4 separate regions of the Sus scrofa genome follow, and regions 1, 2 and 3 are each linked to region 4. A link is a contact called in public Hi-C and HiChIP or PLAC-seq data. All regions are on one chromosome and are shown on one strand. Each heading gives the region's core, a stretch centred on a gene start, on an enhancer-like site or on the middle of the called end of the contact. The rest is flanking DNA. Distances are from core to core; before and after follow the strand shown. Region 1 overlaps MAF (transcription factor Maf). Region 2 overlaps MAF (transcription factor Maf). Region 3 overlaps MAF (transcription factor Maf). Region 4 overlaps MAF (transcription factor Maf).

What was found. Hi-C and Micro-C count contacts between places; a contact is called where the count stands out from the background. HiChIP or PLAC-seq counts read pairs in DNA pulled down with a chosen protein or histone mark.
Region 1: a contact with region 4 is called in an H3K27ac HiChIP or PLAC-seq map of skeletal muscle. The contact joins two enhancer-like sites. A contact is called at or near these places in 3 of 47 Hi-C or Micro-C datasets (psoas muscle and skeletal muscle) and 1 of 2 datasets of contacts at active chromatin or transcription factors (skeletal muscle).
Region 2: a contact with region 4 is called in a Hi-C map of skeletal muscle, with 11 times the contacts expected there. The contact joins two enhancer-like sites. A contact is called at or near these places in 2 of 47 Hi-C or Micro-C datasets (both in skeletal muscle) and 1 of 2 datasets of contacts at active chromatin or transcription factors (skeletal muscle).
Region 3: an H3K27ac HiChIP or PLAC-seq map of skeletal muscle shows a contact between it and region 4. The contact joins two enhancer-like sites. A contact is called at or near these places in 2 of 47 Hi-C or Micro-C datasets (both in skeletal muscle) and 1 of 2 datasets of contacts at active chromatin or transcription factors (skeletal muscle).

What each region holds. Positions count from the first base shown.
Region 1 is chr6:8,691,526-8,697,473 of Sscrofa11.1, reverse strand. The region is part of intron 2 of MAF (transcription factor Maf); the gene reads right to left. Among named protein-coding and RNA genes, the nearest start is that of MAF, 230 kb to the right of the region's middle. Within about 2 kb of position 4,608, at least 10 of the 83 cell types and tissues checked have an H3K27ac peak or open chromatin away from gene starts, as enhancers often do. A contact at or near this core is called in skeletal muscle, where this site is marked.
Region 2 is chr6:8,766,965-8,772,423 of Sscrofa11.1, reverse strand. The region is part of intron 2 of MAF (transcription factor Maf); the gene reads right to left. Among named protein-coding and RNA genes, the nearest start is that of MAF, 300 kb to the right of the region's middle. Within about 2 kb of position 4,188, at least 3 of the 83 cell types and tissues checked have an H3K27ac peak or open chromatin away from gene starts, as enhancers often do. A contact at or near this core is called in skeletal muscle, where this site is marked.
Region 3 is chr6:8,735,874-8,741,721 of Sscrofa11.1, reverse strand. All of the region lies in intron 2 of MAF (transcription factor Maf), which reads right to left. Among named protein-coding and RNA genes, the nearest start is that of MAF, 270 kb to the right of the region's middle. Within about 2 kb of position 3,276, at least 4 of the 83 cell types and tissues checked have an H3K27ac peak or open chromatin away from gene starts, as enhancers often do. A contact at or near this core is called in skeletal muscle, where this site is marked.
Region 4 is chr6:8,532,401-8,537,652 of Sscrofa11.1, reverse strand. The region is part of intron 2 of MAF (transcription factor Maf); the gene reads right to left. LOC106510470 (a long non-coding RNA gene) reads left to right here and starts at 4,833. Exons shown (of 2, transcript XR_002345300.1): 1 at 4,833-5,252. Within about 2 kb of position 1,537, at least 2 of the 83 cell types and tissues checked have an H3K27ac peak or open chromatin away from gene starts, as enhancers often do. A contact at or near this core is called in skeletal muscle, where this site is marked.

The sequences.
Region 1 (5,948 bases), core at 3,359-5,858, 160 kb before region 4:
ACATATGTCCCCAGGTTGCCACAGTCCCTGCCGCTCCCTAGTCTCACAGGCTCCCTGGAGGTGTTGAGCTTGTGTGTCCTGATCTCTTAGCATCCTCAGAGTGAGGCTGTGCAGTGGGGACAATTCTCCCCACTGTGCAGGTGAGGGGACTAAGGTCCAGAGGCAAAAAAGGTCTGATGTGAAGATTGGTCCTTGAGTTGTTCAGTAGACAACCTGGGCAACTGCCCACCAGGCCCAACAAGATGAAGATCCTATCACTAGGAAATTCCAGTATTAGTAGACTGCAGTGGTGGTTAAATAAAATAATACATGTGGGGTGACTAGCACAAGGCTCAACAAAGCTTATATACATACACACACACACACGCACAGGTATGCTTATAAATGTCTAACAATAAGCTCACCAGCTTATTATCAGATGGAAACCCTGGTTTGTAATATTTGCCAGTTTCTCTGGTGTCGAGGTTCCCACCATGGCTAATTTCAAGTCACCAATGTGAAATCAACTGGCTTGCAAAGTAACTGAAAATTTAACAATCGGCTCTTTAACCAGTGACAAGGAAGCTTCAGTTCACTACTATACTGGCTTGTACTGGCTGACAACAGACAATTATTCAAATTATATTATGCTTTATATTCTGTCTTATGTTTTATAAGATATATTAAACTTATATATTATACATATAAAAGTATATGACATACTTTTAATACATGGTATATATTTCTTATCTAATTTACATAGGTAAGATATCATTTTAGTAAATGATAATTTTAATAGATAACATAATTCATAAATTTTTATTTCCTATTAAAGATTATGTAATAAAACATAAGTGTTATGTTTTAAGAGATTATAAAGAAAGAAATGGCAGTTCCTGCTGTGGCACAGTGCGTTAAGAATCTGCCTGCAGTGGCTCTGGTCAATGCCAAGGTGCGGGTTCGATTCCTGGCACAGGAACTTCCACATGCCTTGGGTATGACCATTAAAAAAAAGGAAGCAAGAAAGTGAGATACCCACAAAAGTGTGTTTCTCCCTTTCCTTCCCACCAACTGCCGGTGTGGTTTTCAGGTCTGTCCTCCTCTCCTGGACACAGCTTTTGGGGATTAAAACCCAAAGAGAAATCCATATCCAGGTACAGGCTACTGCAATTGTAGGATCGAAAGGATTTGCACCAGATAATGACTCGCCAGTGGTCAGCAGTTGCCAATGGCCTGGACCTCTCTCGGCCCAGATCCGGCTGCTCAGTGTTCAGGGCTGGGCCCCAGCAGGGCATGGGGCAGGGGACAGAGCGGACCAAGACCCCACCTGTCACAGACGGCGTGCCTTATCAGAGGAGGCTGATCTTGCTAAGGCTCCACTCACACTCACACGTACATATACTCAGAGCACATACAGGGATCCCCTCCCATGCACACACCACACACACACACACACACACACACACACTTTTTTCTTTAGAATCTTCCTCTCAACTACCAACTATATATTGAAAGCCTCAACGTTCCCCATGTCCAAGGGCAAAGCCTCATACTTAAAAAAGTAGCACCTTCTGTGACCAGAGAGAGGCAGTCCACAGAGAAGGCTCTTTAAGACTAGTCGTCCTTGAGCTCTCACTGTGTACCCAAAACACCAGGCACGTCCACTCACGCACTCCTACAGCCACGCTGTGAGTGACACAGGTGCCGTATCTCATCCCCATTTGCCCGAGAGGAAACAGGGGCCCAGGTGGGGGCAAGGTCTGCTCAGGGTCGTGCAGCTGGCCAGCAGAGCTCTTCCTCCCTAGTCTACCTCCAAAGCCACTTCTCTCCCCCCCCCTTTTTTTTTCTTTTTACAGCCGTACCTGCGGCAGATGGAAGTCCCCCGGCTAGGGGTCAAATCAGAGCTGCAGCTCCCAGTGGACACCACAGCCACAGCGATGCAGGATCAGAGCCACATCTGTGACCTAGCCTGCAGCTTGCAGCAACACCAGATCCTTCACTCCCTGAGCGATGCCAGGGACCAAACCTGCATCCTCGTGGAGACTATGTCAGGTTCTTAACCTGCTGAGCCACAATGGGAACTCCACAGGGGGCATTTCTCTTTTGTCCCCAGATTCATCCTTCAAGCTCCCAGGCCAGGAGTACACTGGCTTTAGAATGTTTGACCAGAAACCAGTCTCCCCCAAATCACTGGCCCCAGCTGCACTCGGCCGACCAGGGTCCGTCTGTCCTTTGCACATCTGGGGTGACAGTCTGATATAACCAACAAGTTTGGCCCTTTGGGGCGCCAATGTCTGAAAAGGAACAAAGGCATGTTCTGCAGTGATTCTAAGAGTAGAACACCCCACCCGGCGCAGAGAGGGGTCTCCAGACACGCTACTGTATATACAATAGGAAAAAGACCAACTATACAGCACATCTACTCAATAGTCTGTAATAACCCACATGGGAAAAAAGAACGGACACTTAGACATGTATGACTGATTGGTTTTTCTGTACATGTGAAACTAAGACAAGCTTGTCAGTCAACTATATTCCAATAAAATTTAAACAAACACACATCAAAGGAAAGGAAACCTGCTCTCAGGAAAATTCCTTAGACAGGATGAGGGCAGGGAATAAAATTGAAGCCCCCTGATTTCAGGTATTTAGCTGGAGAACTGGGGTGTGTGACGCTTGTGATTTATGTTATAAAAGAGCAAAGCCGATCTAAAAATGAGATTAATTCTTTTTAACATGGGTCCGCTTAAGCATTTCTAAAGCACCTACTGCAGGTCAGGCATGTGTGCTAACACTCTTCCAACACCACTGTGACCTGCTGGGATCTGCCATGCTAACCCCACACACACACACACACACACACACACACACACACACACACACAGAGCCTGTGTTGCTTTCTTTTCACTCCTAATATACTGGTTCTTGTACAATCAAGGGTATTCACTAGACTTGACTGTGACTCATGTTTTCTGGGTTCCCCCGAATTGAGTTCACTCCCCAAGGACTGGCCAGTTGTGAGGATACTGAAAAGGGAAACCCTAGCACGACCTCTGTTCTGCCACCTGCCACACCGTTGACGTGTTGGTTTAACTGGCCATCTGCCCCCAGGAAGGCACTGAGTCCCCCTTAGAAACACGAGCTGGGTTGTCACCTTGGCATCCCCAGGATTCTGCCATGGCACGCAGGGCCTGATGCCTGGTCAGAGTCCCGACACTCTTGCCCAGTGACGGAGCTAAAAGGTGACACTTTGGGGGTAGGTTTTAAACAAAGCATTATTCCACGGGGATCAATGACCCAAGGAGACTCTTCTCCTAAAGGCTGGTACTCAAAGGGAGAGATCTATCTGTCCAGGAATCCCACCCTTGAGAACACGTTGGGCTGTTTCAGTTGCTTAAACAGACATGAAATGATCTCTGGGGTCCCTGCACTGAGTAACTCCTGCATCTGCCCAGACCACCTGGGGTGCATGTGGCAAAGGCTAAGAATGGGAGAATGCTCCGTGGATTCCCGGGAGCCTGTGTGTGTGTGTGCGCACACATGCATGCCTATGTCACGAACGGCAGGACGTTGCCCCAGTGTGCAGGAAGCGAAGAACAGGACTTGGGTTCCCACCGGCTTGCACCGGAATCCTGGCTCTGCCCCTTGCTGGGCAGAGGGATGGGGCCAATTCCATGACCTCCAAGAGTGAAGGATCTCTTGTGCTTTCTCCTGTCTCCTGGGGATGTTCAGACCTACATCCCTGGTACGGAAGAGGCTAGGGTGGAAGACCATGATGTAGCTGGTTTGGGATTGTCTGGGGAGGCTGGAGACGGCCACGTGACCCATGGAAAATGCTTGAACAGTCTCCAACTCCACCTCAAGGGGGACGGACGTGACCTTGGGTCTGCCCAGAGCCAGGCCCTGCACACCCACCCTCACAGCCACCCCGAGGAGAACTGGCTGGACCCTGTTCTGCATCTGAGCCAAGGACACCCCCAGACCCTGGCCTCCTGAAGACCCCTAATCACTCTCCCAGCGATTCCAGAGCCCAGCCCCACTGCGGCCCCAGCGTCTGCCTGGAGAAATCGCAGGCTGGCTCTGGGCATTGCTCAATCGCAATACTTCCTTTCCCCCCTTATAAGAGAAACTTCCGCCTCGTCTGGGGAGGGGGCCACATGGGCTGGGAGCAGGGATGGAGGAGAATGCAGGGCGGGCAGGAGTTTCCACCCTAGACGGGCAGCTACTGGCCCACCTCCCCAGAGGCCTGTTGGTGGAGACAAGAGTCAGCCTGGGGCACCAGGGACCTGGGGCTTCTGCTGCGAGTATTTCTGGGGCTGGAATGCATTCCTTGGAGGAGACCTCGTCTCTTAGAGACGCGAGGTCTGAGCGGGCTTTAGAAACCTGCAGAGGCCTGTGGCCCTGGGGGACCGGGGGGTTCCCACATGGGGAGCGACACGGCTCTTGGTGGGGGTTCCCTCAGGCATCTCTAATTACAGGAGTTATTTCTGCTGCGCAGATTATGCGGTTCTGGCACTTGGCGCGAGGAATGAATCGAGTCATTATTAGCTCGGCAAGTGTCAGCCCTGGTCCAGAGGCCCCGTTTGGAAGCAGAGCAGTTAATACGCGGGCGGATTAGGTGGCTCTCAGGCTTCGCCACAATTAGAAACCCAGGACGTCTGAAATATTCACTGGGGCATGTGGCTGAGAGGCAGTGCCTGGCCTCACCGCCAAGGAGCCAACAGCCCCGAGCGGGCTACGGGAAGTTATGTAAGGATCCGGCCGTGGGAAGCAGTGTTCGCCAAACGCCTGCTCTGTGCCCCTGGTTCTGTCCACGGCCCTCGCTTGATCCCCCCGAGAGCCTGGCAGACAAGACCCTGTCTCCCACGTGACCGAAAAGCCCACGGGGGAGGAGCTCAGAGAGGGCAAAGTGGATGGCTAAGTGTGCACAGCAAGGGGGCTCCGATGGGAATCTGAAGGCGGGTCAGCCCTCCCTCTTGCATCGTCCCACGCCGCACTGCTGGTGCTGCAAGCCCATCTCCAGGGACGCACTGAGATCCTCATCCAAAAATAAGACATGCAAAGACAAAGGACTCCTAGCCACACTGACCCTAGTAGCTGAAATTGACTGAACGTGTCTTAAAGGCCCACGTGCTGTGCTGCAATCCACATGCACCTGCTCTCCTCTCGTCCTTGAGATCAAGCAGGTACTATTACTATTCCCACTAAACCGCTGAGGAACTGAGGTGTCCTGAGATTTGTACATGAATTCAAAGAGGCAGGGTTAGGCGTGACCTCAGGCCTGCGGGCCTCCAAGGCCCACCCCGTTTCAAAGATGCGGCTGGGCCTCCCTAGGTCACCAGGTGGAGCGGGTGGCAGTTGTGCTTTCCACGCCCCAATCCAGGGCTCTTCACTTGGCTGCCCTGGGCTTCACGCGGGCAGTCATCGTTTCTCAAGAAGCAGCATTTATGAGACACCACTGCATGCTGGGCACGGAGCTGGAGCTTAGCAGAGACCCACTTATGTATGTGTCCCCATTGCCCTGTGGGAGGGGGTCTATTTATTATTCTCTTCGTGGTCTGGATAAGGAAACTGGGCTTGGGGGATCAGTATCCTGCTAAACCAAACAGTCTGTCTTCCTCCAGTGGGTCCAAAGATGCAAAACTATAGTATCACAGAGAGAGGGGACAGTAGAAAGCAAAGCAACTGGGGACGGTGCCGGAGGGACCAGGGTGGACCCCGGCGTCGGGGGAAGAAAGCAGAAACAGATGCTGAAAAATCCACTATGGAGAATAAAATGTCACAAACCCCAAGCCCTGTGCACTGCGTGTTTCCTTTGCTATTTGTTTGGGGTGTTTGTTTATTCTTTGCTTTTCCCCCCTGCTTTGGAGACCAGGCACTTGACCGAGGTCTCTGTTTACAGTCTGGGGAACAGACAGACACACTCAGAACCAGATTCCTTCGGCTCAGTTCTATTTTCCACTTCCCTA
Region 2 (5,459 bases), core at 2,939-5,438, 230 kb before region 4:
CCTCCCATGCTCTGCCACCTTGCTTGAGTTCCTCCTCAACCCACGGTCCTTTGCACATGCTGTTCCCTCTGCCTGGAGCACTCCCTCCCCCCTGCTGATAACTTGTGCTTTCCATCAGCTCTCAGTTTATGTATTACCTTTGTGGGGAAGCTTTCCTGAACCTCAGGACTTAATCATTCCACCCTCATAAAAGTCCTGACTGCAGTTGGGTCCAAGGCCACATCATAGTGTCCTTGGGCCCTGGGCACTCTGATATTTGTAAAATATATTTAAATGTAGATTTAAATTGGTATAAGGGGAGGGAGTGGGATGGATGTGGAGTCTGGAGTTAGTAGATGCAAACTATTACAGGGCGAATGATGAGCAATGAGGTCCTACCGTACAGCACAGGGGACTATATCCAGTCTCTTGGGATGGACCACAATGGAAGGTAACATAAGAAGGGGAAAGTTTGTATCTATATGACTGGGTCACTTTGCTGTATGGCAGAAACTGTCACACTGTAAATCAACTATAGTTTAATAAAAGTTAAATTAAAATTGGTATAAAGGTGCATTGATCCAGACGGGGTTCACTCTGATGGATTCCTTATGCTTACACTCATCTGCTCCTCTTGCTTTTCAAAGAAATGGAACTCGAAACATCTTCATGGGCCCCTAAAATTCTCATGGGCACTGTGCCTCCAGTTTCTGACACATAGGTTGGCCCCGCTGAGCTACCCTGCACTGACCTTGGCATTTGTGAGAGTTTACGGTGAGGGGGTGATTTTCTAATTGACCTCGGTGTCCGTCTCTGAGCTCCATGAGGATGGGGCCCTGTCTGCCACTTGCACCACTGGATCCCTGGTAGCCAGCCGGGACCAGATGCTGCCCAGGTGAGCGTGCAGGAGATGGCTGTGGAGTGGGCACATGGTGCACTGGCCCCCGTCCCAGACACTGAGCACACAGGAGACATTTCCCTGTCCTCCCCTCCTGGAGTGCGACGAGCCCCACGGACAGAGGGGATGGATGCTTCCCCTCACAAGGAGCCCTGCTGGTCTCAGGGGCCTCGGCACCCCTACTCCTCAATGGCCAACCGCCTCCACGCTGGGGCTGCCCAGCAGGACACGCAGTCTCAGTACAGAATAACCAGCATAGCACCTGGACGACACACGAAGGAATGCAAGTGGCCAATTTGCGGGCGATGTTGCTTCATCACCAGCGACACCTCTCGGGTATGTGGAAGGGACTCAGGGTGCCCATTCTGGGGCACAGCTTGCTCTACAGCCTCCGGCCACATGGGGGAGGGGCAGCAGGACAGTAGGGCCCCCCAGGAGCCCTGTCCGCTATAGCTAAACTCTTGGTTTGGAGGCAGAGCCCGCCCCCCTGCTTGGACCCCAGGTGCCGGGGCTGTCAGAGTGCCCCTCCCCTCTACAGGGTGCAGGGTGACAATCATCAGGATCAGCCCCTGTTCCCGCAGGCTGGGGTGCCAGGCTCAGCGGTCGGAACTTCAAGTGAGCAGAACATGACTGGCAGCTCGACCCTTGACCCCTCCCTGCTCACTGATCCCCAGCTGTGATTATTTTTAATTTTGATGACGTTCATTTGGGAGAAGGCAGTCCAACACAGTCACAGGATCCCATCCCGCTCCACAGATCCTGGTGGGGCCTGGAAACTCACTAGGTGGGCTAGACAGAGGGGGACTCACACAAACCCCACCTCAACTGCCGCTCCTCAACCCTGGACCGATCACTTGGCCTTTCTGTGAAATTGAAAGGAGATCATGTAGGTGGGTGTTTATACATGCCTGGCACCCAGAGGCACCAAATGCCACTGCTGTTAGCTTTTAAGTGAAGTTCTGGCTTCGCCGTAACACACGAGGGCCTCTCCAGTTACAAAGCCCAAGGCACCTCCCGATTCTTAGCACTGGGACCCAATTCTGGGGAGTCCAAGGTCTATGCAGCCCAAGAAGCAGTCGCCAGCCTGGCCGTTGCCAGGATGATGCAGAAGCTGCTCTGATGCCAAGAGGATCTTCCCAGCAGGAGTGGTCACTGCCATGAGCACTGGGACAGGCCACCCACAGCTTCCCGGGAAGGCCAGAAATTCCAGCACTGGAAGGGACAAAATGCACTTTCTCAGGGCAGCTTGAACAAAGCAGAATGAAGGCAGGAACACAGCTAGTGTTTTTGGTCCACATGTGTCCCTGGAAGTTGGCAGGGACAGGGAGCCAGGCACATTCCTAGCCCGGCACAAGTCTGGCACTTTAACAAGCCCCCAGCTTTCCAGTCTCTCCCTGTAGACAGCATCCTGCACACACATCACCCCCAGTCCCCACCACCCCTCTGGAAACTGAGAATCAGGAGACTGTGTGATGCCATCCCTCTCCTTCCTAAACCAGGTCATCTGGTGGACCTATGCCCTGAAGGGCACACTGATAAGTCTGAGGGAGGGCTCAGGAAGTGATGCTGGTATTGACTCCAGGAGCTTAGAGACAGAGGACTTTGTTGACGGTGATGTAACAGGAAGTTCTGGGGCGCAGCAAGAAGCCTCTTTATTGGGATGCCCATGTTTGGGGGCCACCCTTGCTGGCGAGTCTTGTAGAAGAGAGGAAAGTCAGGTGCACTGTCCTCCAAGTTCATCAGATCATCCACGCCACCACTTGGAGCTGATGCTTAGGCTTAGCCTTGTGGCTTAGGATGCACCCAGCCAAGGAGTAGAACTCAGATAGCAAGTCAACCATCCCCCAGATCAGCTCCAAACTGCTCCCGGGCTGAGCGCTCCAGAGCAAGGCCACCCTTATACCCCAGGCACCCAGCCCCCATGTTGCATCTTAAAGTGAGACCTTGACATTCAAGAAGGAGTCTGGAAACTGGTGGCCAGGAGGACAGTGGAGCAAACACCTGTTTCACGCATGGAACAGCTGGAAAGTAGAAGGACCTTAGCCTGCAAAGAAAGACCCTGGGGTTCGGGTTGCTGCTGAGGGAGACGGACATAGGCAGTTCTATTCTGAGTGAGACCAGAAGGGAACAGCTGGAAGGGAGTGGGGGTGACTCTCAGATTCACATAAGTAACTTCTGACTCCTGGGATGGCTGCCTCAGGACAGGAAAATCCTTAGAGGTGTCTGGTCCTGTTTCTGCCTCCAGCATCATGCCCACCCCCCATGTGATCAGCTCCAGTGAGAAGACTCTTCCATGTATTTAGATTATTCATCCCGTCCTTTGATATGTCCTTGCCTCTTTTGTGCCTCAATGGCCCTGTGTCAGCTTTTCAGAGGAAGCCCACTTGACCTTGTCTTCCTTCTGCTGGCTCCCAAACATCCTGGTAATGCTTGGTTGGGCATGCTGGGATCAGGTTGGGCATGTCAGAGGTTGCAAGCATGGGTTTTGAAAGATGACAAATACAAGATCAGATCCTGGCTTCAGCACTCTTAAGCTGCGTGGCCTGATGCAAATGGCTTCTCTGAGTCTGCGTGCTCATCCATAAAGTGGAGGTGGGGAGTGGATGGCACTGCCTGCTGGGATTTTGCGAGGCATGAGATGAGATCATGTGTGGGTACCCACGGGCTCTGGGGAAAGGATCTACTTTCTTTCGTGTTTCTGAAACAGCAATGAATCAGTCTGACTAGAGTCTTTTTCTTTGTAGCCAGGAGTTTGGGCATCAAGCTGGCCCAACATTGGAAGATCCAAGTAGGCTAAGTTTTGGCTCTCTGCACATTCTCCAAGTGCTGCAGGCGTTTCTATCAAATAGCAGCAAAGGGGCAAGACCCACCTCAAGGAGGCGTGGACCAAGGAGGGCTTGAACTGCCCTGGAGAGGGGATCATAGCCAGCCCAGCGAGGATGGGTCTGGAACGTACACCTGCCCTTTAACCCGTGGTGTGCTGGAGTGGCCCAGGCCACAAATCTCTGCCAAACCACATTTGGTGACCTCACGTTGCTAGCTTGAAATGTGCTGTGGTGAGAGCATTTACACCACGGAAATGGGCAACAGCTCCCGATTTGGGCTTCTCCAGCCTCAGAGACCTGGTAAGTAAATATTCTCCAGCACCGCCCTGCCTTCAACAATAGGAAAAGAAAGGCCCAAATCACATGAGGCACTTCCCACATCTTCATGTGCCCTGGGAAAGAGTCAGTGGTGCTGATGAATGTGAAACCCCAGAAAAGCTCCTGTCTCCTGCTGATATGAAGAAAGAACTTGTCTGGCAGAGGATGCAATAAGGATCTTTGACTCTGTCATCTGCCCATGTGAGAAGCAGGCGGTGCCGGCCCGGGGAGTCACTTAACCTTAAAGTGCCAGCATCCTGGGGCAGGGGGGTACTTGGAAGCCCTCATCAGGGTGCCCTCAGGAAGGAGGCAGGACATGCCCATGACTGGGAATGGGCAGCACCTCTGAAAAATGCCCAGAGCCAGGGCTGAAGCTTCACCATCATTTACCATTTCCTTATAGGGAGTGGAGGAGCCGGGGAAGGGTGTTGAAGTTTGATTAGTAATAAGAACATAGCAGCTTAACCTCTAACATTTAGCACTCACCCCGATCGAATTACTTATCTCTATCTGGGTGAGCCTTGCTAGCCGCCTGCCTGGGAACACTACACCTCTCTAAAAGCTGTCCGTCTCTGTCACAGACTTTGCACAATGGGGCCCACAGCTATTTTTAAAGGACTGTGTCACCTTTCAAGAGAAATTGTGTCTGCTCAGAAGATTGACTTTTTTTTTTTTTGGTTGCTTTCTGTACAAATTTGGTAGTCTTTCATCTCCCACGGTAAAGCTGGGGCACCTCATACCCCATAAGCAGGCACCATTTAGCTTCCTTATTTTAGGGAGACTATAAAGCTATTGAGAAAAAAAAAATCATGGCCCAATGTCGACATTGTCTGTGGAAAGCAAAGACATAAAATGCAAGGGACACTGGCCCTGGAACTAGGGGGTGGCAAGCAGGTGACTGGAATAATCACACTGTTTTCTCTATTCCTGCCTCAAAGTCTGCAAGATAGAGGTTGTCAACGCCCTGTGCAGATGATTCCACCAAGGATGGCAGACCCTGGAATTGAACTCTCTGCCTGAGTTAGAGGCCCCTTTCTAGCTGCGACTTTGTGCCTCGGTTTCCTCATCTTCACAATGTAGCTGTGGGGAGTGCTTACCTCGTCACAGAGTCAGTGAGAGAATTCAGGGAGTGAATCCAACTGAAGTATCCAGCTGAGCGCCTTGAGCAGAGGAAGTGGCCCACACCTATGGGCTTGTTTTGGAGGACAGGCGCTAGTGACCACTCTTCAGGCTTCTCACTAAATCTCTCCTTCTAATGAATTCTCATAGAAACCTTGCAACACGAGCGTCTCCACGTTCCAGAGGGAGATAACACCTCCGTGGATTTTTGTCGCTGTTGCTGTTAGGAGGGTTAAATTAAGTTTCTTCAAGGGTTTGGCTCAGCACCCAGTGCGTGGAAAGTTCTCAGCCAATGATAGCTATTTGTCAGTCATCCTTAG
Region 3 (5,848 bases), core at 2,027-4,526, 200 kb before region 4:
TAAGTCGCTAATTTTCTGCACATATATAGAGGATCACAAAAGGTGACATTTGGTGTTAGAAAGGACCAAGAATGGGAAAAGAATGACAAGGACAGTCTATTCCTTGAGGGGGTCAAGGATACCTGTGGAAGCCACCAAATGTCAAAGAGCCAAGAGAAGGCAGTGTTTCAATTGGAGAGAATATTATAGATTATTAGCAATAAAACCTCCATTTGGTTGGCATTCTTATGAGCCCCACTGGACGGAAGAGCACACAGTGCGGCTCAGGCAGCCTGGGGAACTTGCTCAGAGCCATACGTCAACTAAGTTAGAGCGGACCCAGCTTCAGAGGTGGATATGAGTTAAGCCACGGAGCTGCTCCAAGGTCAGCTAGATCCCATGGCTTCAAATGCAGATTTTCCCACGATAAATATCTGCTCCAAAAGCCACACCTGTTGTTTTTGGTTTTGTTATTATTATCTTCTGGGGTGGCAGGCAGATTCTCCTCTGACGACCCCAGAAGCCAGCAGCACACAGCAATGACAGAACTCTCTCTTCTCTGAGACCTGCCAAACGACGAACAGGCCCTCCGCGAATGAGCAGCGGGTGCCGCTGAGCATTTGCATTTGATTGGCCATCCCACATGTCTGCCCTCTGAACCCTTCCCGTAAGCATGGCTAAGAGACAGAAAGTCCGTTTAATGCACAAAGGGCCAAGAGAGGGTTTCTTTTGGATATCTATTTATATCCTTACTAGCTAGATGGAAATCCATCGTTAAGATCCCAACATCCACTACGAAAGGAGAACAACAAAAACCAGCAGGTCAAAGCATGAGTCCCAATGGGAAGTTATTAGTGTCGTCTTAGTATTACTCTAAGTCTGGTCCATCATTATACATGAATAGTCAATGAGTGTTGGATAAGGCAGTGGTTACCAGTGCTTCACTCTGAGGCTGCGTGTATGTATGTGCACCCGCATGCAATCTTTATTATAAGTAATGTAATAAATGGGTACTATTGATCACCTATACATGCCCAGATCTTTGAGGAGGGCAGAACATTTAAATAGAATAAAGAGAATAAACCGAAGTTCTTACAAATCTATTAAGAATACTTGCCATTCATACCCTGCTGCTTAAAATATCCTGGCTTAAAAATAAGCAACTGTGGCACCTTGAAGGACACCAAATATTTAAGAATGGTCAAGAAGGAGAGAAGACTGCCTCTATCATGGGAGGATTCCAAAGAGATGTAGGTAATTTCTTATTGATACAATTCCTCAAGGGCAGAAGGTTTATCCAGCCACACCGCTGGGAGCAGAGTGAATAGCAGATTGGAAACAAAAATTTCTATATGGATGGGCCTACATACGCCGAGCTTGCCTTTGGGGGTGTGCTGCTAGCCTCAAACCTCCTGCTGCATTGTGGTAGACCCAGAGCTTCAATTACAGGGTCTTCTCTCCTGTTTTCGCTTCCTTCTCCTTCCTCAGTGCTTAAGTGGTACAGAAGATCTATGAGGAATAGGAATAAATAAATGCATAATTATGTTCATTTATAATGCATTCAGTTCAGCTACATATATCTGCCTGAGTCCTGCGTGACGGTCTGGCCTGTGGATGAACAGCATGCAACCTGTAACCTTTACGCAAAGTGTCTATGTCTTGGCTGCTATGATTTCTACATGATGGTACCAGTCACGCGTGCTCATGTTTAAAAAGCCGACTGTCTGCTCTTGGATTTCTCCGCACAGGACCTCCTCCCCAAGTGGAAGATTGTCACAGTGGGTATGCCTGTCGCCCTATACAACACACACGGTATTATTCTTCAACGAGCAGAGACACTTTTGTCACTTGGTGGTGGTGGTGGGGAATGTGTATTAATTCTACTAAAAACAAAAAACCCAAACACGCCACTATAAGCCAATCTATTTAGCAGAGCACAGCTCTCTCTCCATCTGTCTCTGTTTTCTCGTCTCTTTCCAAGATGAAATAGTTAATGATATGGCATTAAAAAAAAAAAAGCGATTTGAGAAATGACGAAATTTGCTGATTTCCACCAGATGTGAAAATATCCTTGAAAATGCAGTTATCTTGAAGAAAGGGACGGGAGGACACGGCATCCAAGAGGAGCCCGCCACTGCTGACACCTCTGCTCACCCAGCCCGAGCGCGCCCGGGGCTGGGATCTGTCCATTTCACAGGGAAGGAAACCAAGGCGCAGAGAAGTCAGGTGATGGAGGGGCTTAGCAGCGCCCACCTCATTAGTCCCAAAGCCAAAGCGCAGCTGGCGTGATGTGCTGTTGGTACTTTTCTCCAAGGTCTCATGTTCTAGAACCGTCGTCCTACCTTACGCTGTCACCACTGTCCTTGAAGGAGACCCTTGCGATCTGAGTCGCAGGGCGTGGAATACGGGGCTGTCTCAGAAACTAGTAACGCACGTTCGGAAATGGATCTCTAGCATTGAGAACTATGTCTAGATACTCATGTCGCAACAGAAGAAAGGGTGGGGGAAAAACTGTAACTGCAATGTATACATCTAAGGATAACCTGACCCCCTTGCTGTACAGTGGGAAAATAAAAAAAAAAAAAAAAAAAGGAAATGGATCTCACGTGGGGTCAATTGTGGCGACAGGCCTGGCTGTGGCGGGGCAGGCTTGGTGGCATGCACCGGGATGGATCCAACCAACGTCCCATTTTCCAAACGGCCCGTGGCCAGGCTCCACTTAACTCTGTCCTCACCGCTGTGTGATAAACCTCGGAGTGTCTCCCACTGGCCAAGGACTCTTTGCCTTTTGGATTTGCTTCTATCTCAGCTAATGTGGGAAACAAAACAAAACAAAACAAAAAACCAAAAAACTAGAACTTTTTTTTTTTTGGTTAAAACTGGGAAAACCAGATCACCTTTCACACACTTGTGTGTTGTGTGTGGCATCAAATCTTCCAATCAACGCTCCCTTCTTTTTGTTTCTTGCAGAAAAATCTTCACATGGCTGCATCACATGGCGTGTGTGGGTGGGGGGGTGTGTGCTTAGATGTGTGGGTGGTCACGTGTGTCAGCGTGGTCTCACATACTGGGGGGGGGGAAGCTGCTGGAAGCACAGCATTTAATGGCCTTGGCCCATTTGAATGTCTCTCCTTGAAAGCCGGGTTTATTTTGGCAGGACGGCTTTTCTCCCCCATTCCTCCTGACCTTCCGTATTACTGTCCGTGGATTATGTTTTTTTCACTGAGGGAGATACTTAGGCATGGGCTGGAGGAGATAAGTGATATGGTCAAATCACTACTGCCAAAGCTTGAAATTCCTGACCACTTTAATAGCTCTGGCTGACCTCTAAATGAAACGCCACCTTTGGTTATTAACATGTCTCTCTCTACTTTTATGATTTTTCGGAACATAATTTGTCACAGTTTTTATCTGCACAGAGCAAGCTTTAAGCTTTTAAAAATGTGAGTTATCTTTTTACAACTGCTAACAATTACACATCGCGGGACCGGCGGCTCTGAAAACCAATTATGAAAAACCGGCATGGACTCAGCCTTCAGCCCTGGAGTGAGCTCCGGCCTCTCGGAATCAAGAGATTTCTGAACTCCTGCCACGGAGCCCGCTGGTGCTCGGCAACTGGGAAGCAGAAGCTCAACTTGGAAATGGCTTGTGAGATCCGGGAGATAAAACAGGGGCAGAGAAATTAATTGTCCTTGCTCTGTGATGGTCCGATAGCTGGACCGCAGGGCTGCTCCAGGTCTGAATGTGCTCGGGTCGGGGGTGTGGCTTCTGCTGGAGGAGTGTTTGCTTAGACCCTGGGATCTCCCGCTGTCTTTCAAAAGCCACCTGCTTGTCTTAAGATGCCTTATCAGGGGGTTTCTGGGCTACTGTTTCAGCCTCAAATATGCCTGTGATCGCAGGACAGGGTGCCGTTTGCAGACGCTGCTCTGGCTCTCAGCACGCCGCCTGGCTCAGGCATTCACCCCACTCCCTTCTGCTCTCGCCTGCGGGCTAACGGGGGAGCGGTGTCACATTCCATCAGGGTACACTTTGGTTCAGCACACAGACTCCAGACACGTACCACATGAGTTCAAACTCTGGCCCAGGAACCCAGGGCCCACTGCTCCATCTCTCTGTTCCTCAGCTTCCTCCTCTGCAAAATAGGCCTCATAGCCACAGGCCTTTCAAAGACGACTGGAAAATTAAATAAGCAATGTCGAGCACAATGTATAAAACATGTCGACATGTTATTTTATGATGTTATTTTCTTCTTTTATTTTGTGGCCTTGCCTGCAACATGCCAAAGTTCCTGGGCCAGGGATCGAACCTCCTCCATTGCAGGGACCTGAGCCACAGGAGTGACAACGCCAGATCCTTTCATTACTAGGCCACCAGGGAACTCCACTTCCTGCTTATTTTTAACCCGAGATATTAGCACAGAGCTCAGGGCTGGGGGGCCGAAGCAATGGGATCCACAAGGGGTGACTTCCTGCCATTTTTATTAAGGTGGAAAGGTTTTATTTACGGCAGTTCAGATGATAATGAAGAGCTGGCAGAAAATGGTGTGCAAGCTAGGCATGGCCTTTTCTGTACCAGATGGAAAGAAACACACCTGCAGTTAGACCACGAAGAAAACGAGGGCAGAGAGGCAAATGGGGGCACCTGGGGTGGGAGTTCCTCCCACTTCAGGTTCAGGTGGCCTCTGTGGACAGGTCCTGTGCAGACACCTAGTGAGCACCTGCATCTGACAGATGCTCAGTCAACGGCGAACAGAGGGATGAGATGAAAAATGAAAAAAGAGCCACTTTGATTTTCCCTCCCTTATTGCGAAGGCATAGTATCTGCTTCCGTAGGCTGCAAGCAAATGTGACCCCTGTTTCCATGAATGAGGAGAGATTTCTTGAGTGAAGAGTCAGGGAGAGAGGGAGGTGGCGGGAGAGAGAGAGAACAAAAGTGAATAAGCCTGAGAGTTAATTAGCCCAGCCCGAACCTCCTAAAAGGTTTTCGCGTATTACCTCATTGAAGCTGTCCTCAGCCAAAACAGAGCCTCGGATTTTTTTGACCTATGAGAGTTGTGCCAATGAAGCAGGATTAGAATGTTAGGCAAAAAGTGAGACTTGGAGAAAGTCTGAGACTCATGCATCACCAGGCTAGGGCAGGTGGCACAGCTGGGACCCACGCCCACGCCCACCTGGCTAGCTCCGAAGCCCGCCCTCTGCCTGTTGACACCGGGGAAAAATGAAGATGCTTAAGATGCCTGCCCAGTGCCAAGCCAGTGATGCGGAGGAAAAACACGGCTACGTGGCCTGTGCTCACGGATGGGGGGTCCTGGGCTTCTCCTGTGGCTGAGAAAATGGAGGCACCCCCCAAACAGAGGACTCGTTCCAGCCTTGGCAGCTCCCGCCTCTCCCTCTTAAAAGAACAATTAAAACACTCTCTTCCAGGAAGTAATTTTTTTTTTTCTCCTTTCCAGGACCACTGTCTGCCTTGGCCCCGGGGGTAACACATTCCCTTTGCTCCTGTCTCTCTGGCAGGAAATCTATTCAGAAAGGATGTTGATTATCCTCTTCAGCACTTATTTCCTTCACAGTATTTTGATTCCGTTATTTCTCATTCCACTCCCAATATGTTTTGGCAGCCTGGGCTTGCAGATGGGAACAAACAAAGGCTTCTCTAGTCCTTGCACCACACCTTCCCACTTGACTCCAAAGTGATTTCTTGGGGGGCTGGCGACTCCGCCCTGCAGGCCTGGGCCACTGGGCCTGGGCTAATTTGCATGGCTGGCCAATCCCCAGGGCTGGCTGAGTTTCTGGAATGTGGGATTCACGGGCGGGGCTCCACACATGGGGACCGTGAGGCCCTCTGGCTCATCTGATTTGGGACCCTGCGC
Region 4 (5,252 bases), core at 288-2,787:
CAAGTGGTTACCTTGAGCCAATTCCCTGTGGCCAGAAAGGATGCAAGACCCAGTCGAGGGCTCTGTCTGTTAAGGAGATGGCACTAGGGTGTGGAAAGGCCCATTGGAGGAGAAACTAGGAGGTCCATCCAAGACTTGCCCAGCTGGGAGTTTGCTATAAGACTCTGGGTAAAGTCGCAACTCCCCAAGATCCATTTTCCTAGAATTTCTGCTGTACCCAGTGTTTGGAGGAGCAACAGAGTTAAAGCAGACACTCTGAACACACCAGATGAAAGATAGTTACCATCATGAACCATTTTCAATCTAGGGCTACAGAGCTGTTAGAATCATGTATTGCTTTGCCTGAGCATTTGGGGTAAGGCAAGTCTCTCCAGCTGCAAAAATTAAATTAAAGGACAGCAGTGGAGTTGGGGGAAAACAGCTCCCATGTGCTGCTTCTCTTGTCCCTAAAAGGGTTGTGGGAGTCGTTTCTTAAACCAGGAAACCTTGAGGTCCCCTTACAGACAAGAAAAGCACCAGGGATCTAGGGTGTGTGCTGTCCTCTTCTGTTTTCTAAGGGCTGCGTGCCCTGGGGTGGGAGAGGGGTTGGGTAGCCTGGAGCCCATACAGATGCCCCTAAGGAAGGTTCCCCAGGGTACACCAGGTCAAACGCAGGACGCCCAGTTTGATGTGAATTTCAGATAAACAGTGAACAATTACTAGGATAAGTCTCGATATCACATTGAGCCCACTTATCCTAAAAATGTACTTGTCATTTATCTGAAATTCACATGGAACTGGGCGCCTTGTGATTTCAGTTGCTAAATCTGGCCAGCATCCCCGAGCAGCACAGAGGGAGCCTTTCTGGGCTACTCGGGTACCTTCTCCAGCGCTAGCCGGCTCCGATTACCTGCATGGAGTGTGGAGTAGAAACAGGCCAACGGCCGTTTGAGGGGAAGGGAGGGGGCCTTGGACGTGCGGCTGTGTCACCGCCATGCTCCAGCGTGTCGCCTGTGGCAGCGCCAGCCTGAGCCACAGGGAGACGAGTCTTTGGGGCAAATGAGAGTTGCACCTTGAGAGGCAGCTTGCATCAGAGCTGCACCGAATGAAGGAAAGTAACACAAAAGCAAACATGCAGGCAGACAGAAGCTGGTGCATTTCTGGTGCCTTTCCCTGCAGCCTGAAGCACTAAATCCAACAGATTTTCAGCTGCTCAGTAGTTAAAGTGAGTGTATTCGGCTCTGAAGAGAAGCCACAGATAATCTGGCCTCTACAAGCTCAGGCAGGATTTAACTCACGAGAAACAGTGGAAATAGAGTTTCCTCATCAGATCATTTGGACGAGTCTCTTCTCTGGCTCTTTTAGGCTTTTAATAAAAGTTGAATTGTAACTGCCTAAGAGTTGGGGCCACCCTCTCCTCTCCTGAAAGAGGCCTCTGCTGGGTGTTAAAACAGAGAATGTGGGAGTTCCCGTTGTGGCACAATGGGGTTGGGAGCATCTTGGGAGCGCCGAGCTACCGGTCAGATCCCTGGCCTGGCACAGTGGATTAAGGATCGGGTGTAGCCGCAGCTGTAGCTTAGGTCACAGCTAGGGCTGGGATCTGATCCCTGGCCTAGGAACTCCACAGGCTTCGGGGCAGCCAAAAGAAAAAATAGAGAAGGTGCATACTGACCTCCTGCGTGTGTGTGTGTGTGGGGGGTGTGTGTGTGTGTGTGTGTGTGTGTGGTGTGTGTGTGTGTGTGTGTGTGTGTGTGTTTTAACCAGGGCAAGAAGATGGGCAAAAATAACACAAAAGCATCACTTAGAACCTCGGATATCTCTGAAGAAGCACATGGTCCAGTCTTGCTGCCCCAAGTGGCCAACACAGCCATGTGGTCGGTACCAGCTTTGCAGAGTTAAAATAAAGAAAGCAAATATCTAAATATCCAGTATCATCACTGGGAGCTGGCCTCTGGGTCTCTGCCGACATCTAAACTGCTTCACATAACCTCCTGGCCTCTAAAAATAGATATTCTGTGGTACATATAATTTTTATAAGATGACTAACACAGGAATGCCCTTTGGGATAACTTAGTGTCTTAGTTTCTTTCTTTTCTCTCTATATTTATCTTCTCGTCACTGGTCTCTTTGTGTAAAAGTTAAACTGGAGACATGGACCAAGAACATGCGCCAAGAAATTATTTATCTATTCCTCAAAGGGTCATCTTTTTTATCAACAGAAGAGAAGCCGATACTTTTAAAGGGGGGTAACGTGCTGGCCTTGGACCTATGTTTTATTTCTGTGTCTAAAAATCACTTTTTCATGTGAGGGGCCCATCGAATGTGGTTTCCGGCTCTCTCACAGATTCTCTGTTTTCTACACAGCTGAATCAAAAACGAAAGGTCAAGGGATGGGCTCAAAAAAAAAGAAAAAAAACTCCGCATATTAGAACTTGCTGCTTGAAATCCCTGTAATTAGGAATCTGGTCTTCTGGTGAATGACCAGCCCTAAACGCTTCAGCTGAATCAGACGTGCCCTCTCTGATGCGAGAAATAGACCCAGGAGAAGTGTGGGAAGAGCGCAGGCCATCTGCTCAGACCGCTCCAGTGCCCGTGGAGCGCAGAACCTGATCTTGCGTCCGCAGCTGAAGCTTCCAGAAACGGAGCAAGAAGGAAAAGGGACGGTGATCCGCTCCCCACGGGCTGTGACCTGTCCTTCCACGTGGGCCTGCAGCTCCGGCAACCTCGGGGCGGCCTCCTGGGTGATTAACTCTGCTCATGGGGACGTGGAGAAATGAATTTTCAAATCCCAGAGTGTCCTCCCTTCAGACAGAGCCTTCTCCCGCCTTCCCTGCCACCCACACAATGCCTGCTAAACCGGGTGCACTAGGTCAGGCCAGGCCACGGCCCCCGTCCACCTCCCCGGAGGAGAACGCAGGAAGAGAGGGGACATAAGACAGGGGAGGGATGGGCCAGGCGTGGGAAACGCAGGCACCCTGCTCTCCACACCCTCGGCTCACCTGGGGTCCTCGCTGCCACCCTCCTTATACCCTACTCTTAGGTGCGCTCTCGGCCTCGAGATCCATTTTAAATGACAACCCTTGGAGGAAAGAGACCAGAATCAACTTGGGGAGGTGACCGGTTCAAAGACGGCTCTTGAAGTCCAACTGGACGACAGACAGAAAAGCTCTTATTCCTAAGCTTTGAAAGTGTATGTCATGTATGTCTTCCAATGAACACTGCATCCGAGGGGGATTTATTATTGTTATTTTTCTTTGAGTTAAAAGAAAAAGTTAAGTGCCGTGCATGCTGCTGCTTCTTTTTCTGTGTGTGTCCCCCTTTATCTCACCACTTTACCTTGTGGTTTTCCTCTTGGAAACCAAGGTGTCAGGCCAGTTGGGCATCTGGATTTAAAAGACTATGTCTCACTCTGAGAAAGTGCCAGAATGATTCCTGGAATGCAATGCTACAAAACTAACTCAACACTCATAACCACATAGGTTTTGATACATTACATGCAATGCCCTATATCCCTAAGACCTGCAATTTACAAAATACGGCCAATAGTGTCCACCTTCAAGACGAGTGACCAGTCACCAGCTCCTTTTCAGGTACTGTCTAAAAGGAGCCTACACCTGGAGGGAAAAAAAATCAATCTGAGTGTAGGTTCTTCCATGGACAGTGGGCTGGCCTCTTAGTCTCTCCAGGCATCGGTTTTAATCTTCTCATCCACTGGTGATGATGGCAAGGACAGTGATGAAAATACAACCTGTTTCACAACACTGCTGTAAGGATGAGATGAATTACTCTTAAGGAACTTCTACTCTTGCTTCCAAGTCTGGCTCAAGGATTTTGACTTTCCTGAGTGAAGCCTTCCTTAATATGGGGAATTAAATGCCACAGCATTCAACAGGAGCTCAGACAATCCTACTCTGACTCTTAAAAGCTTCCACCCAGAAACACCACTAGTTATTCCCACTAGTATTTTATTGGTCCCATCAACTTAGGGGATCATGGTAACACCCAGAGGCATGTGGAAGTATTGTTAGGTCCAAGAGGGAAAGAAGAGCTGGAAATATGAGTGAGTATGGATAGTTCTCATATATTTATAGACAACATGCATTACTCATGAAGGCTTAGAGACGGCACCTGCTTCTTCTTCAGTTGAGCCATAGCCCCATGTGAGATGGTAACGAAAATCAAGATCATAAATGGAGCCATGGACAAAGTTTTGTGTTCATTATCTGCTTATACGCCTCTCTACCACAGCTGACAGTATTCCCAGAATCAAGATTATGTCCAACTCACCCTTGGTTTTACATGCAAGGTACACAGTAGGTGCTCCATAAAGACATGCCAGATAAATGCACAGAAATGGACAGATAGATGATAGGCAGATAGATAGAAATAGATTACATATATATATATATGTATGTATGTGTGTATATACATACATTTATATATAGAGAGAGATGATGGATAGATGGATAGATAAATGGGTAGTTGGATGGATAGACAGATGGATGGATGGATGGATAGACAGATAGGTTAGATAGACAGACAGACAAATAGGATAGGAAAAATAAATAGAAGTCCCTTTTAAGCTATGAGCCATCACAATCCTAGTGCCTTACTCAACTATGTAAGGCAGCTGTCACCAACACTGCCTTGAGTAGGCAATATACTTTTTATAAAACTTTGGCCCAGACAGAGTCTATGAAATTTCAGAGCATGGAATTCACTGCCAATTTCTGCCAGTCAACAACAGCAACAAAAAGCACATATTTCACAACGATGTTGGTAGGGAAACTTGTGTGTATCTGGACTTAGATTCACATGGGAGCAGACATTTGCATGAGTATGAGTGTGTGTGTGTGTGTGTGTGTGTGTGTGTGTGTGTGTGTGTGTACATGCACATGCACCCAGAGGCTCACCATGTCTGCACATCCATAAGATCCGGGGAAGACCGTGATCTCAACTTGCCAAATCAGCACATTTTATTAAATGATAAAGTGGGTCATTTGGTGAATCTATTCTCAGCTCAAATCCACTTTCAGCCAGCACAGAGTCACACTCAGACTCACCGCTCCAACGTGGTGAGGCTGCCCCAACAGATACATCCAAAGACGCCTTGATACCTGACAATGACGTCAGCAGCCTCAACAGTCACTGGGTATTTACTGCACCCGGCATTCTGACGAGTGCTTTATATTCAAAATCATGTTTACTTTTCACAAGAATTCTAAAAGGAAGGTACTATTGCAAGGCCCGTTTTATAGCCAAGAACACTGGCC